2 separate regions of the Arachis hypogaea genome follow, and region 1 is linked to region 2. The links are chromatin contacts, called in public Hi-C maps. All regions are on one chromosome and are shown on one strand. The core of a region is the stretch at or near the end of the contact, and the rest is flanking DNA. Distances in the headings are between cores, read along the strand shown. Region 1 holds the start of LOC112754825. Region 2 holds the start of LOC112754817 (shikimate kinase 1, chloroplastic-like).

Region 1 (3,516 bases), core at 603-3,102, 210 kb after region 2:
ATTCTCTACTTCCAAGACACTGATTTAAGCATCAGGATCCGGTTTTAAGAGCAAACCCACCTGTAAAAATCAGTTCTTTCTTCCCATGAATTCTGTTTCTGTAGGTTCCTTCCACCCCATAACCCCACCACTATGCAAATTCCACCAAAACCTTCAATTGAAGCACCAACATGTTTATCTCTGTGGCAGTGCTTTCAAATTTTCATCAAATTCCCTAAAATCAAAACCCATTAAGCCTATTTCGACTTTGCTGCAAGCCACTGAGTCAGACACAGATGCCCAAGTTTCAATCCCTGAGGGTTCTGCATCCGTTGTTTACATTGAAGAAGTTGTTGAAAAGGACTGGTCTATACTTGATTCTGTTGAGTCAAATTCTAATGTAGAATTCAAGAGAAGCATTGAACGAATTGTATCTGCTGGGAATGTTGAAGAGGGTTCAAGGGTCTTAGTCTTAACTGGGTCTGAAGAGTTTGTGGATACATTGGTGGGTTTGTGTAAGTCTCTTTTTGTGGTGCACGATTCACTTCTGATATTGGCTCTTATTAAAGAGAAATATGATAAGGTTAAGTGTTGGCAAGGAGAGATTGTGTATGTTCCAGAGAAATGGGCTCCTCTTGATGTTGTTTTTCTCTATTTTCTTCCTGCTTTGCCCTTCAAACTTGATGAGATTTTGGGGTCTTTGGCTAAGAAATGTTCACCTGGTAAGTTTTTCTCTTGTGATTGAAGTTTGTTCTTTTCCTTGTTACTTTGCATTTCTCTGCAAATTGTGTATTTGAAAATGGACTTGATTTTTATGCACCATGTTTTACACACATTTCTTAAAATTCATTCAAAAGAATCCATTTATCTGGATGACGAAAAGTTTGATAGTGTCAAAATTGGTTAAAAGAAGGATGATAGTGTGGATATAGTTTGGTTATTAATGATGTATTATGAGGTAGAAATTAAAACGGTTTGCAATTTTAATTGTAACATCTACACTTCTTCACACATCTTGTCTTTCATCAAGCTTTTAATAATTTTTGCCCCATTAAACGAAATTGCTCTGGAGAGAATGCTATTTGCATTCCAAGATTTCTACACCTATTACCAAAGCCTAGCTCTTAATTTGCTTGAACTGAAGTTTGAATAAGAGGATAGATTAAAAATGTCAAATTTCTAATACTCCTTAGGTACTACACTTTGGTATAGAAGCTAAAATTTTCAAGTGTATTAGAACAGTGCACCAAACATAGTAGCAAACTTGATAGATTTTCTTATTGCACATATATTTTAGCTCAATTGTTGTTCCCTCTTTTGAAACTTAGGTCAGAGCTCTGGATACTTATTCTTTCTGTAATTTTGCATCTGACCTGTAGGTGGACGGGTGATTATCAGTCATCCGCAAGGGAGACTAGTGTTAGAACAGCAACGAAAGCAGTATCCGGAAGTTGTAGTTTCAGACCTACCTGATAGGACAAGTTTACAAATTGTTGCAGATGCTCATTCTTTTGATTTGGCTGAATTTGTAGATGAACCTGGCTTTTATTTGGCTGTTCTAATTGCCCAGGAGCTTAAAAACTAGAGTAGAGATTCATAGCAGTAGACAATTTAGTTGGACTTTCTTTTTTATGGTTTTTGGCTTTATGATTGTTACCTTTAAATTTTTGGATGAAAAGTGAGACTATAAATCAATTCAATGTTGCTGGTACAAGAGGCTTCTCTTTCTTTTCTAAAATACATTGTCCATAATTTTGGAATTGTATACTTATATATTTGTGCTTGTAAGTAACTTTGGTTTAGCACCTGCCCACTGCTGCATATACTTGTACATTGTCCGCCGGCGCCATTACCACTTCCGTGTCCGTTGCAGTAGAGAGCTTCTGGATCGAGCCACCTATCTTATCAACATGTTTTCAGATCTGTCTCTCTATACTGTCGTTGCTGTCACTGTTGCCACCGCAGTTTCCGCCGCCGTTGTCGCCACAGTTTTTGACGTCGATGCCGCCGTAGTTGAAGTGGTACAACGCATTTTCAAATCTGTTCACTCCCGAGCTTCTTCTTCAACGCCGCTTTCTCTCACTCCAATTTCTTCTTTGAACTGCCGCTGGTACTTTTTCTTTTTCTTCCCTATTAATTTGCTGATATTTCTTCTTTGTTAACAATAAATTTTTTCTCTGACTCTTTCATGAAGTAGCTAGCTCTCTGTGCCTCTCACTCCACGCACTCAAAAATCTAAACACTCTTCAATTCATTCATTCACTAACTCGCATTCCGCACATGAATTCTCTACTTCTTGGTTCTTTTCCTAATAAAGCTTCGCTAGTTACCCCTAGTATGCTATGCTATTTGTAATGTTGTTTTGTAACTAAAAATGACAATGGAATCTGCAAATGTGATGTATTCGAATCTAGTATTTTTTTCTATTCTTCTTCGTTTTTCTTTTCCAGTAATTGGAGGATGAAAAATTGATTGATTTACTGTGAAGTGTGTACATAAATAGTTTTTGCTACTCTTTCTTTAATTTTTTTCTTTCTTTTTAATTAATTTTTCAGGTGGAAGTTGTTGGAGGAGTAAGAATTGGAATTGTTTGACTAGTATGTTCAATATCTCATATTTATTATTTTTTTGTTTCAGTAAACTTGATAAACATGAATGGAAAAAGAAAAATGGAACCATTTATGAATATATAAATCTTCAGTTGTCATGATTTAATGACTATTAGCAGTTTAGCAATGCTCTTTTTAAGTTTACTTGGGGTATGCCGCTCTGGCTATGATAATGATATCAGTTAGTTGAGTAATTGACTCTCTTCACAGGGTCCTAGCTGTTCCCTTTGACAATAATTATGAAATTCTTATTTTAACAATAATTATGTTAAAATTCAATTTTTCTGTATGCATTGTTTTCGGCTTCTCGCCTTAGGGTTTTAACGTTACCTGAGCTGTTTATGCAGACAACAAAGATTGTTGCAAACTTGATTGTGATGGGAGGGAGCATCTTGGCAAGAGCAGTTGTTTAGGCATATCGCCAAGCACTTACTAGTATGTTTTATAAGTTCGTGATTGATAGATTTGTCACTTGTGTGAACAGCATATCTGCATTTAGTTTACCATTCAATTCCTGTAATCCTGTGATTTTGTCATATTCTTTATTTATAAATATTGTTGGTTCCCCTTATATTTACCATATGCTAATATTGCTCAATTATCACCCAGCAGAGAAATTATTTTATCATTCAATTGTTACTCATTCAGTTTCTAACTAGCATTTAAGGGGTACTGATTGGTGTGGGATGATTTATAGCTGTGATACCTCCCCTATGAGCTTTAGTGGCTATATTGGAGCAGATTTCATATGGGAAGACAGCCGCTAATAATAATAGCAGAGGCAGAGCTTTGTACTGAAGTTGGAATTGTTATCAGAGGTATTGTTATCACTATTACCCTTTTTAATGCTCCTTTTCAATCTTAATTTCGATTCATTGTTATGCTTCCATAATGTATTACCCGTTGTTCAATGGATTTGTGGTCAACT
Region 2 (3,593 bases), core at 465-2,964:
TGGAATGGATGAAAAAAATTTTTGGTGGGATCCACACAAAAATTTTTCTTTTCTCTCATTTTCTTTTTATCATTTTTCTTTCCTCTTATTTTTTTCAAGGTTTAGAAAACTGGACCGGTCATCAAAGTACTCTAGTCACTAGTTCATTGATCTAATCGGTCCAACTGGTGGTTCAACCGAAAAAATCGTTTTAGAATAGAATAATAAATAAATTATAAATACACATCCTAAAATATAATTATAGTCTAATATAAATCTTAAAATATCTTCGAAATTTAAAATACTACATAAAATATCATCAACCAAATACATATGATCTTATCAAAATTCAAACTCAAAAGTTAAGTAGTAATAAAAGCATATCTAAATGAGGAGTGCTACACATACAAGTCATTTTTGTTTACAAGTCTTACAAGTTGGGCCTAACACGCGCGTTACTGAACCATCTTCGCGTGTTTCATCTTCGTTTCCTTTTTAAGAAGCGTGAAAATGGCGTGAATATAAATGACTTGTATGATTTGTATGGAAAAGTGTTCTCTCTTTGCCTTCGATCTCCTTCTGTTTTTTTTTTATTTTCATGGTTTCTGAAATCAAGCTTTGAAATTGTTTTGAAGATGGTGGAACTTCAGAAATACACCCGAACGATTACAAAAATACACCCAAACGATTACAGAAATACACCCAAAGGATTTAAGAAATACACCCAATATAGGGAGAGACAGTATATTTCTTCTTGAAATCAATACACCCAAAGGATTTAAGAAATACACCCAAAATTCATTGAAGTACACCTTATGCATAATTCAGAACTCTTTCTCTTTTTCCTCCTCATCTTCTGCTGCTTCTTCTTCTTTAAAAACGATTTCAGAGCTTGATGTCAAAAAATAATGGAAATCGAGAATAACGAAGAAAGAAAACAAAGAGAAAAGCACGTAAATGAAGAAGAAGAATAGGAAGAGGAAGAAGAACATGCAGCAAGAAGACGAAGAAGAAGGAGAAAGAGAAGGCAAGAAACGTACCTTGAATAATGTTTCTTCGTTTTTTCTGGTGATTTTGATGAAGGAGAAAGAGAAAACGAAAAGAGGAGAAGAAATTTCAATAAAAAAAGAGGGAGGAAGAGAAGAAAAAGAGACACGGAGAAAGAAGAAGAAGAGGAAGAGGAAGAAGAAGAGAAAGCACGGAGAAAGAAGAAGAAAAAGAGGCACACAAAAAAAACGTGAAACGGTGTGTTTATAAATGACTTGTATGACTTGTATGGAAAATCTATTGTATGTGGAGAATTACTCTATCTAAATATTAAATCCCGATATAGCTGAAATTAATAAAAATTGCTTCTTGATTAATACTATTTTCCATAACTGAAATTAATAAAACAGATATGAAATTAAAAACAACCACAAGCCCACAACACAATGAACATTAACAATGAAAATTAACAGCATGGAAAATTGAAAATTAACCATGTTCATAACCTAAATCAAAAGCCAAACACAATGAAAATTAACATCATATTCCTAACCACAACACAAGACCATATCAGCAATTCCGCCTACAACATTTCTACTTACAGCATTTAGCCATTTAACAATATTGCAAAATAGAGTGAATTTCCACTTTTCAGCATTAACAAAACAGAATAATAAATTAACAATTACAAAGTAACAAATTAAAATAGAGTAATAAATTAACAATTACAGAGCAGCAAAAGTATAAAACACTAAATTGAAGACTCAAGAAATTGAACAGAAATCGAAGTTCCCAGAAATTGAACAGAAATCGAAGGGTTCTGAGATTGCAGGAATGATGGGATCTGGAAAGACAACTGTAGGGAAGATTCTGTCACAAGTGCTTTGTTATTCGTTTTTTGATAGGTTGGTACTGACTGTAATTAAGATCAGAAATTATTTCAAGGGAACAATATATGTATATAGTTCCGCCTCAACATTTTCTGTAGCAATCTTTTTTCATGGGACCAGCGATACATTGATTGAGGAGGAGGTTGATGGAACTTCAGTAGCTGATATATTCAAGCACTATGGAGAGACTTTTTTCCGTGATAAAGAGGTCAGTTCAAAAATATCTTCAGTTTATGCGATATAAATCTCCTTACCTTTGTGTAATAAGGACACTTGTTATTGTATCATATCAATGTTTATGTGATTCTTTTGTTGTTTTATTATTATTATCACAATATAGCCATTCATTTTCTGTGGTTATTTTCACGGTTGCAGACTGAGGTGTTGCGGAAGTTGTCAATGACGCATAGACATGTTATATCCACGGGCGGAGGTGCTGTTGTGAGGCCTATTAATTGGTATACCAATTTAATCTTCATGTTAACGATGAACTCTTATGGAGATTATTGAGTCTTCACTTATACTTAATTATATGTGGAATTGCTAGGAAATATATGCACAAAGGGGTTAGCATATGGTTGGATGTACCTGTAGAAGCATTGGCTCAGAGAATAACAGCTGTAGGAACTAATTCTCGCCCACTTCTACATTCTGAAGTAGGAGATGCATACACTAAGGTAGTAATCAATATGAATTTGATCACAAAGTGGAGCAATTGGGATCAATATTGATTTTACACTTTGGATTTAATTTGCAGACTTTCATGCGTTTGTCTTCTCTTTTTGAAGAACGAAGCCAAGCATATGCAAATGCCAATGCCAAGGTCTCCTTAGAAAGTATGGTTCTCAATAATATTATTTCTTCTTCTCTAGTACCTTACTTAAATATGTGGAAATATAGCACTAGAGTAACATAACTATCTCATGGTATGCTTCCTAGAAAATCTGTATATGATTATTGTGTTATTTTGCAGATATAGCAGCAAAACTGGGCCAAAAAGATGTATCAGATTTGACTCCAACTGCTATTGCAATTGAGGTCATGTCACTTTCTGCCTTATTACCTTCTGATTCCTAAACTTAATTGTTTGCTCTTGATTACATACAATTGAAAACATTAGTAGAATTACCATTGGAACGCTTTCACTTATCTGACTTGAGGCTGTGTATTTCTCAGGCTCTGGAACAAATCCTAGGCTTTCTAAAGAGTGAAGATGGATATTGCTAGCTCAAGCTGGTTATAATTTCTCTTCAAACCTCATTTAGTGCAGGAGAATATGCTTTTCCTTTGTGTTTGGAAAGAATTGATGTAATGCGGCACCAACATGGCACATATTTAATGTTCATGCACGATTAGTGTTACATAATTTGAGAGGAACTGGAAGCAGCAAGTATTCAGTATATACAGTTTTGATTTTTTGTTCCATTATAAACAGGCGCAAAGCACGTGCATTGTGATATGATATGGTTATATCAGCTCGTGGTAAAGTGACCCTAAATTCATTCTTTTCTACTTGGCATACACTGGTGTTCAATTAACATTATCTGTGGTAAAGTGACCCTAAATTCATTCTTTTCTACTTGGCATACACTGGTTCAATTAACATTATCTTGTCCATATGCGCTTATGTTTAACTGCACTCTCCAGAGATGAACAAATTTATTACTAGTTCATAAGCTTGAACAATAATAATCTACTTAACTAATTATCCATACTAAGCATACCAAAACTCTCTTT

The links. A called contact is a pair of places that touch in the nucleus more often than the background predicts.
Region 1: a contact with region 2 is called in a Hi-C map of leaf, with 6 times the contacts expected there. The contact joins the promoter of LOC112754825 here to the promoter of LOC112754817 in region 2. A contact is called at or near these places in 2 of 8 Hi-C or Micro-C datasets (both in leaf).

Annotation. Positions count from the first base shown.
Region 1 is chr16:122,799,538-122,803,053 of arahy.Tifrunner.gnm2.J5K5, forward strand. It overlaps LOC112754825, which reads left to right and starts at 1,853. Exons shown (of 8, transcript XM_072221040.1): 1 at 1,853-2,089; 2 at 2,535-2,576; 3 at 2,936-3,023; 4 at 3,286-3,406. LOC140172860 reads left to right here. Exons shown (of 4, transcript XM_025802608.3): 3 at 1-701; 4 at 1,359-1,717. The coding sequence starts at 86. The coding sequence ends at 1,564.
Region 2 is chr16:122,586,758-122,590,350 of arahy.Tifrunner.gnm2.J5K5, forward strand. LOC112754817 (shikimate kinase 1, chloroplastic-like) reads left to right here and starts at 1,715. Exons shown (of 7, transcript XM_025802597.3): 1 at 1,715-1,871; 2 at 1,977-2,064; 3 at 2,232-2,314; 4 at 2,404-2,533; 5 at 2,614-2,692; 6 at 2,830-2,894; 7 at 3,033-3,425. The coding sequence starts at 1,801. The coding sequence ends at 3,083.